3 separate regions of the Mus musculus genome follow, and all the other regions are linked to region 3. Evidence: chromatin contacts called from public HiChIP or PLAC-seq data. All regions are on one chromosome and are shown on one strand. Each heading gives the region's core, a stretch centred on a gene start, on an enhancer-like site or on the middle of the called end of the contact. The rest is flanking DNA. Distances are from core to core; before and after follow the strand shown. Region 1 has its middle 14 kb from the start of Gm31775. Region 2 has its middle 11 kb from the start of Gm41111. Region 3 overlaps Zmiz1 (zinc finger, MIZ-type containing 1).

Region 1 (2,700 bases), core at 196-2,695, 970 kb after region 3:
GTTTGATCACAAGACTTTCCTGGTCTTTACCAGACCTGCCAGCCTTGCCATGGCTTTGTCTTTCAGATGCTCTCCCTCACTGCAGCTCTCAAAAGAAACGACGACAGCATAGAAGCAGGGAAGAGTGCCAGTTTGGGAGGCCATCAGGGCTGATCATTTTAGGAGAATTCTTCTTCAGTTTCATCACTCAGGAGCTTTTGAGGAAATTAAGTCTAGATCAGGCAATGGAACTACATGCTGGCTTTAACCAACCCATTGCACTTTCTTGGATGAGAAGGATCCTCAGCTTGACAAAAGTATAATTGATTAGTGATGTCTGCCATAGGAGCAAGTGGGGGTGAAAGAGACCTGTGTGCTGCTCTATCTTCTTGATTACTGATGCCTTGGAGGCTACTGACTTGACTCCTTGAGTCCACAGTAAACTCCAACCCATGCTGTGCTGGGGTTTTCACTCAATCACAAGAGCCACCCACGCTCATCTCTACCCTTTCTACATTCAGTGACATCTTACTGATGTCTTGGAGTTGGCAATAGTGAAAGTGTTTACGTGGGAGTTGCTTTTGTTGTTGGTGGTGGTGGTTTGTTTTGTTTTGTTTTGTTTTTTTGAGACAGGGTTTCTCTGTGTAGCCCTGGCTAAAGTGTGTTTTCTAAAGTAACATTTCAACAGTTAGCAGCTTGTCACTGGTTCTACCCCTCTCACAGCAGGCAAGGGCTGTAGTGGATGGGAACTCCAAGATATCCCTTCAGTCTTGGTTCTGGGGCAATTGTTAAACCCTAGAGACCACCAGTGCCTACAGACACTATAATCCAGACTCAAAGCTCTAACACCTTTCTCACACAACCTGTATCATTGCTCATCCATCTGGGTACTGCTCAAACCCTCTTCCTCCAGGAAGCTTTCCCAGCTTGCTTTCATTCCTAGAGCTCTCCTTGAACTCTCCTTGCACCTTCCATGTTTGCTGCCCCAGAGGGGAAGACTGTCTGCCCAAGAGTCTCAAGTTAAGGCCTCTGTCTCCTCCTTCAGCACCCGTGGTCAAGGCCTCATGCAGGTTTAGCCATGATACAGACCTAGATGATGTCATCTAAGCCATTTTCTGCCTGAAATGACCATTTCCACCACCCACAACCCTTCAACTTCCTGGGTGGGGAAAGTGGAGCTAGACAGCATGCTCACCCAAGAGCCAAGGTGTCTTGACTCCTGTGGCAGACCCATAGCAGAGATTCAGTGAAGATCAAAGAGCTCCTAGTAGCACAGACTTAGGGTTCCAACATTCGAGGGCTGCACCATCTCCAGCATATCCGTCTGTCTTTCCTTTCAGCTCACCACTGGCTACCTCAACTAGGCCAGGTTCTGGGGCTGGCCTCCTGCCCCTAGGATTGGCCAAGACCAAACGCCAGCCGGCTCCTCCCAGCTCTCTCCTGCCGCTGCTTAACATGCACACGAGAGCTGGAAGCCGTGCGTATAGATTTCTCTTTGTCTTTGGTGGTAATTATTAGCTGTCTCGGCGGGTGAATGCAGGCAGAAACAAAGGCAGCCAGGGTTGTAAAACCTTTTATCTCGATCAAGCCACATTATTTGATAAGGTGCTAAGCTAATAGCAACGCATGTCAAATTGTGTTTAGACAGATCGAGGGGCTGGTGCGGAGGGTATATTTGTCTCCGGAAACCTGCTCCTGGAAGGATGAAGGGAAAGGCACAGAGATATCCACATCCCTGTGCAGAGCGCAAACAGCCCGGCCTCAGGCTTGAGAGAGTGGCTCCCTGCAAACCTAGATCTGAGAGGGGAGACAGGTGGTTCCTGGGGTACTCATTCCTACTCATGATTACCTCAGGGCTTTGCACAGAGCCCCATGGATCCCATGGGGGTCACTGTAGAGATAGGGCTCAAGTCCAGGCTCCCCTAGCCAGTTATTGATGTATTAATTTATTTATTAAGGCCTGTGTGTGCCACCTGTCCTATGGGCGACACTGACTTTTACAATCACTGTCCATAGGAGGCAGCACAGACCAGACAAAATTAGCTTTGCAATGGAGCCCGCAAGGATAGAAGCCCAGGAAGGCTTTGAGGACAGGGTGGGCTTCCATCAGGCCTTGAAGAATAAGAACCTGGAAAGAAACAGCCTCCTAGCAAGCTGCAGAAGCCCCTCTGTGAGCCTGCAGAGAGTGTCCATCTGTCACTCTGGGTTCTGCTCAGTGCCTCCTCCAGGCTGCTTTTCTGGGTAACTTCCAAGACCCCCAAAGCATACTCATAACTGGTCCCTCTGTGTCCCCTGTGGGCTGCAAGGTGGCATTGAGCCCAGATAAGAAGGGAAGATCTGGATACCAGGAATGTTCATTAAAAGCTTAGAAAAGGGGACTCACTCTGGAGCACTGGGTCTGTGTCTAGAACTCATGCAAGGAAATGACAAAGGTTACACATGGGGCTAGGGAGACAGCTGTGTGTAAAGTAGTCACTGCACAGCATATGACCTGCGTTTGATACCCTGTACCAAGTAAAAACAGTATGCCAGCTATCATGGCACACACTTGGAATCTCAGCACTGCAGAAACAGGCTGACTCTTAGGGCTCACTGAGCAGCTGAGCTAGTTCAGGCACTGGCCTGGCAAGCAACAGGGCAGTGAGAAACTTTTCTCCATAAATAAGGTGGATGGCGCCTAAGGAACTGCACTGAAGTTGACTTCTGGCTTTCATGTACATG
Region 2 (2,700 bases), core at 20-2,519, 630 kb after region 3:
CTGGATCTCAATTTGTCTGTCTGGGACACAGAGGAAGGAAAGTGATTACACGCTTTCTGCTTCTGGCCTGAATGTGTTCTGATTCTATACAAAGAAGGAGGAGACAAGATCAGAGGCGTCTTCTAGTGCTCTGCTCCTTCGGGGTCTGAGACTGATACCCAATACCAGGTGGTCCCTGCCACTACCTCCTTAGGTATCAAAGCCAGGCCTGTGTGGCAGGTCACACAGCTGGCCTTGTGTTCTGCACTTGAGGGCTCTTGAGTTTCTGCTCCCCAGAAAGATCAGTTTCTTGCCAATGTCATCACTTTTAGCCAGGAGAGACCTATCAGCAACTCCATCAAGTTCTGCACCCCCCCCTCCCACCCCACACCCCCATGCCCGCCTCAACTTTAAGTCTGAGCCCTGGGAACACTGGGGAAACTTAATTCTCGGACACCTTGATTCAAAGAGCCACTGTTCTGCAAAGGCAGAGCTGGACCCTGCGTTTCAGCAGGCTTTCAGGTGGGGTTCCACCCAGACATCGATAGCATGCGGGAGGCCTGTGAGTGTGTTGACCTGGCTTCAACCACAGCTCAGTTTCAAAGACTTGGCTGTGGTCTCCGCAGGCCCTCCTCTTTCCACCCGAGGCTCCATCCCTCTCCTGCGAGCCCAGGTCGGTGTCTCAGTTACTGGGAAGGCTGTCTCTGCCTGTGGGCTTCACCCTTGTCTCCCCTCGAGATGAGATGACGAGCCACTTGAGGTTCCCACTCTGGGAATGCCTTGCTTTATCCTCCCAGTTCCTGCCAGGGTTGATATGGAGGGACACCAGGACTTCCACAAGAGCAGCGTAAACAGGACGAAGCTTCACACGACCTTCTCATGCCCCCATGCCACCCTGGACAGCTCATCCCCTCCCAGTGCAGCTCAGATCCTCCCTGGGCGGAGCAGAGTTGGTCTGGAATGAACAGACTTTGTAAATAGAAGTCCTTCACCACACCGCTCAGGAGCCTGCCCGTTCCTGAAGCAGGGCTGGGGACATTTCCTGCTTCCCTTCCCTGCCGCTGAGAAATTAGTAGGCACAGATTGTCAAAAAAAAAAAAAAAAAAACAGCCGGGCCTTTGTAATTACAAATGTGCACACATCCCACCGAGCGTCATTTTCAAAAGGCATATTAAGCAGCAGAGACCACAGGGGGGACCCGTGTAAACAGGCTTCCTCAGATCCTGGCAGAAAAGGCTTGGAGGAGGCAGTTGTCCCCAGGAGTTGTTGGCTGTTCCCACTCTTCCACCCCCACCTCCCTCCCTGCCCAGCAGCTAAATGTTCAATGCCTGGGAACACGGTTGCAGATCCCAGCAAGGGAGCATGGCGACAGAGAGCTCTGGAGTTCACACTACAACTGCCTTTAAGATCCCAGTGGTTTCAGAGTTGATGCTTTCCCGAATCTCATTCTACAGTCCCGCCCCACCCCCTGCCTCTAACAGCCACGGATGGTCCTCCATGTTCTCTGATGTTCCCTTGCAGCAGTCCATACAGAATATTGCCTCTGCTCAACACTAAGGGTGCTGTAGAAAGCTACATTTGAGCCTGAGATTTGTGTTAGGATTCCAGAGCATATGTCCAAAGTCCTTGTTAGTCTCCATTATCTCCCATCCTATGAGCATGCAGTCAAGACCCTGATATAGTGAGCAGCAAAGGGCATTAGCCAAACATGTATTGTTTAATTCAACATTCCTGCGCTGGACATCCCTGGTTATCAGGCCACCTTGGTTATTGTGACTAGATCACTGCTATATGACAGCAAGAATGGCAGGCATAAAGACATTGGTAGTGATAGACAAGGGGGTACCCTGGGTTTCCCTGAGAAGTGGTGGGCAGGTCTCTGCTCCCTCTGATGGCATCCTCCCAAGTAGGTAGCTTGATAAGCCACCTTCCCAAACACAGAAGCAAAGGGTCGCAGTGGGTAGCAAAGGGGGTCTCTGCCTAGAATATCCGGGAAGCCACCACTGTTCAAGGTGCAGCACCCCTGTCTCCACTGCTGTGGGAGCAGAGGAAGGAGAATATAATTCAAATCTGGAGTGCTTAATGGAAGGCTTCCTAGCTGACGGACGGGAGCGCGAAGATTAATTCAAAAGCAGGAATAGATGTTATTTAGGAAAGGAAGGGCATTCAAGACAGAGACGAGGTGAAAGACAGCATCGATCATTTCACCGGCGATGAATGCTTGAATCTGGCAGCAGTACAAAATGAAAGAGCTGGATGTGGGAGTGGGGGAGCAGAGCAGGAGACCAGGGGCAGGCAGGCCGGTCACCACGCTTGTGAGCCAGGCTGAGTTGCAATTTGACCCTACAGCAGGGAGGGTTGTTGTTGTTGTTGTTTGTCCATACACACACATACACACACACACACACACACACACACACACACACATACACACACACACACACACACACACACACACACGCACGCACGCGTGCATAGGCAGACATGGGCTATGGCATCTGTGTGGAGGTCAGATGACACTGTTTGGGAATAAAGTTCTCTCCTTCCACGGTGGGTTCTAGGAAAAAAACCTCAGGTCACCAGGCTTGTATAACAAGTGCCTTCACACAGTGAGCCATCTCTCCTGTCCAAGAGAGTTTCAAACAGTGTGGTCAGGTCCTAGGAGGATGTCTCTGTGGACAGGTGAAAGATATTAATCCGTGTATAGGCTCCAGGAGTCAG
Region 3 (2,700 bases), core at 29-2,528:
GCTGCAGGAAAACAGCTGACTGATCTCTTTATGCCACTGGATCGTTTTTTTTCCTAAACCACAGGGGGTCCCTTTCATACCCTGGAGAAACATTCCAGAACATGTTCTAGATTGTCATAGACACTCTTGGTTTTAGACTGATACCACCTGAAGCAACTCTCAGAGACTCTGGATGGCACACCTAAGGGTGGTGAAGGCACAGAGATTTCTGTTGTTGTTATTGTTTTACTTTTTTAACTTGATATAATTCCCTATGGACTTCTTTAAAATATCCTGTCATCTCATTGCAGTGAAAGTCATTCTTTTGACACCAGGGCTGTGGCTTTCTGGATACCCCTGGCCAGTATGTAACACTCAGGATGTCCCGGACAGGAAATCCCAGAGCAAGACTGAACCATCTGGATTTCCTGGCCAGACATTCTCCTAGTGCAATCCTTAGAATCGTCTGGAAGGCTGGTTACAAGTCCTAGACTCCCGTAACTGTGGGATCTCTGATGCTGCAGGACAGAGCTGACGAATCTGCATTTCCATCAGGTTATGGTGATGGTGACGCTGTCCAGTCTCACTCTGAGAAGCACTGTCGGGCCCGGCAGCACGAAATGCTCTCAAGGACTTCAGGAATGGATGTGAGAGGCTCTCTCTCCTTTCTCCTATTCACTGACGTAATATTCAGGGGCTCTCAGGACCAGCTCTGTAACCCCTCTTTGGGTTACCTTTCCACCTTGGGCTGCAGAGCTTCTTCAACCTCACACTCTCTCTCAGAAGAAGAATCCTGGGCTGGAGACAGGAGTGGGTGGAGCCCTGGTTTTATGTCAGTTTTTGGAGCAAGGCCCAGGTGGGCTATGCACCTGCCTCACCTGCAGGTGACCTTTTCTGTCTACACAGGTGTTCTAGTGGCATGACGGAGGAGCTACAGGTGGAGAACTTGATTCGGGTCAGACCCTATTCCAGTGACTCTGCCTCTGGAGTCCTCTGATTGAAGGTCTTGTATTTGGGAACCTGGGTCTGTCCCCAGCAGCTCTCGGGGCCAGCAGCTCTCGGGGCCACCATCAACAGCTGGTGGGCTGGCTGAGTGGAGCTGAGGACTCTGCATCTTGTGGCCATAGGGCTGAGCCAGCTGTGGGATCTCAGGAGCCGGGCCCCAGGTAAGGCAGGATGTGATGGGGGAGGGAGGGCAAGCACAAGGCAGACAGCAGCCTGGCCATCTGCTGTGCAGTCAGTCCCAGCTCCTGGTTTCTCTTCAGAGCCTCTGGAGGAGGCGACCGTCATTTGTTTAGGCCTCTGCAGTGTTCAATCACCACACAGCACTCCACACAACCCTCCCTCCATCCCTCCAGCTCCTGTTCTCTCTCTCTGCAGGAAACAGCTTTTGCCTTCTGCCTCTGATGGAGGCCATGAAAATTAACGGAGCTTGAGGCGAAAGCACGGTGGCAGGAGGGGCTGGGGTTGGACGGCCAGCTGGCCAGGCTGAGCGGGCACAGACAGGGTGAGCTTGAGGCCTGAGGGGCTGGCCTGGCTAGACAATGGGCAACCCAGCAAGGCCACAGGACCACGGATGGTGGTCAGCAGGCTGGAGCCAGACTTCACAGTTTGGACTCTGCTGGGATCCTGGGCTGAGGGAGAATCTGAGGATGAAACGGCTTCTTTCTCTGACCTTAAAAGAGCCAGCTCGTACAGGCATTGTGTCCTCAGAAGGTCAGCTGCATATGCTAGACAAATCAGGACACCCCTTTTTCTTTGCCGTCCTGACAGTGCTGGGAATCGGTGATCACTATGTCTAGTCTCCTGGCCCCCAGAGACACTGAGAGACTTGCCAAAGGACAACCAGCAAGAGCAAATGGCAGGGGGTTCTATACTCTTTGAAGGAGAAAAATTACTTATGTACAAAGTACATAGATATATCTCTTTGTAGAGCAGACATTCACACGGGCAGGAAGAGGGAGCTGGCTCCAGATCCACAGTTCTCCCAATACCTGATCCACCTCCCTCTTGTCCTTCTGAAGAGGCCATGCATGCATACAATTAGAGTAGTGGAAACAAGAGTCTCTCTCTCTCTCTCTCTCTCTCTCTTTCTCTCTCACACACACATACACACACACTCCACATTGTCCAGATGATGAGATAGGAAGACTCCATCATCTAAGGGCTACAGAAGACTCTCAGGGAAGGTTCCTGCACTAATGGGAAGCTGACCAGCTGTCATACAACATGGAGAAAAACTAGCACTGAAATGTCCCATTAGGAAAGTAAATAGGAGCTCAGTGTGCTGGCACATACCTTTAGCCTCACTAAGCACTGGGGAGGCAGAGGCAGGGGGATCTCTGGGAGTTCTAAGACAACCTGGTCTATGTGGCAAGTTCCAGGACAGCTAGCAGTATAAAAAAAAGAGAGGAAAGAGGGAGGGAGGAAGGGAGGGAGGAAATGTAAAGGCCAGCTGGCTGAAATAAAGGAGAGAGCAGAAGAGAGAAGCCCAAGATGAACAGCTTGACTCCCCAAGACGGTCCAATGACTCAGACTTCTCATGAGGAGACTCCATGTCAGCTCCTTCTAGCCTCCTCTTCAGCCTCCATGAGAACCCAGGACAGAAAGAGCCCAGGCCTCACTTCCCTGCTCCACACAGATATAACCAAGCAAGAAGAAACAAACTGAAGAGCTCAGGAGTCTGGTGGGGCTTCGGGAAGCTCGACTCGACAGGGCAAC

The links. HiChIP or PLAC-seq counts read pairs in DNA pulled down with a chosen protein or histone mark.
Region 1: an H3K4me3 HiChIP or PLAC-seq map of embryonic basal ganglia shows a contact between it and region 3, with 4 times the contacts expected there. The contact joins two enhancer-like sites. A contact is called at or near these places in 6 of 115 datasets of contacts at active chromatin or transcription factors (embryonic basal ganglia, embryonic forebrain, embryonic hindbrain and 3 more) and 1 of 9 other capture datasets (embryonic tail).
Region 2: an H3K4me3 HiChIP or PLAC-seq map of embryonic basal ganglia shows a contact between it and region 3, with 2.8 times the contacts expected there. The contact joins two enhancer-like sites. A contact is called at or near these places in 1 of 15 datasets of contacts at CTCF or cohesin (large pre-B cells), 4 of 115 datasets of contacts at active chromatin or transcription factors (embryonic basal ganglia, embryonic stem cells and forebrain) and 1 of 9 other capture datasets (embryonic tail).

What each region holds. Positions count from the first base shown.
Region 1 is chr14:24,649,821-24,652,520 of GRCm38.p6, reverse strand. No RefSeq gene overlaps it. Among named protein-coding and RNA genes, the nearest start is that of Gm31775, 14 kb to the left of the region's middle. Within about 2 kb of position 1,445, at least 29 of the 459 cell types and tissues checked have an H3K27ac peak or open chromatin away from gene starts, as enhancers often do. A contact at or near this core is called in embryonic basal ganglia, embryonic forebrain and forebrain, where this site is marked.
Region 2 is chr14:24,992,465-24,995,164 of GRCm38.p6, reverse strand. No RefSeq gene overlaps it. Among named protein-coding and RNA genes, the nearest start is that of Gm41111, 11 kb to the right of the region's middle. Within about 2 kb of position 1,269, at least 29 of the 459 cell types and tissues checked have an H3K27ac peak or open chromatin away from gene starts, as enhancers often do. A contact at or near this core is called in embryonic basal ganglia and forebrain, where this site is marked.
Region 3 is chr14:25,622,544-25,625,243 of GRCm38.p6, reverse strand. The region is part of intron 6 of Zmiz1 (zinc finger, MIZ-type containing 1); the gene reads right to left. Among named protein-coding and RNA genes, the nearest start is that of Gm45915, 20 kb to the right of the region's middle. Within about 2 kb of position 1,278, at least 54 of the 459 cell types and tissues checked have an H3K27ac peak or open chromatin away from gene starts, as enhancers often do. A contact at or near this core is called in embryonic basal ganglia, embryonic forebrain and forebrain, where this site is marked.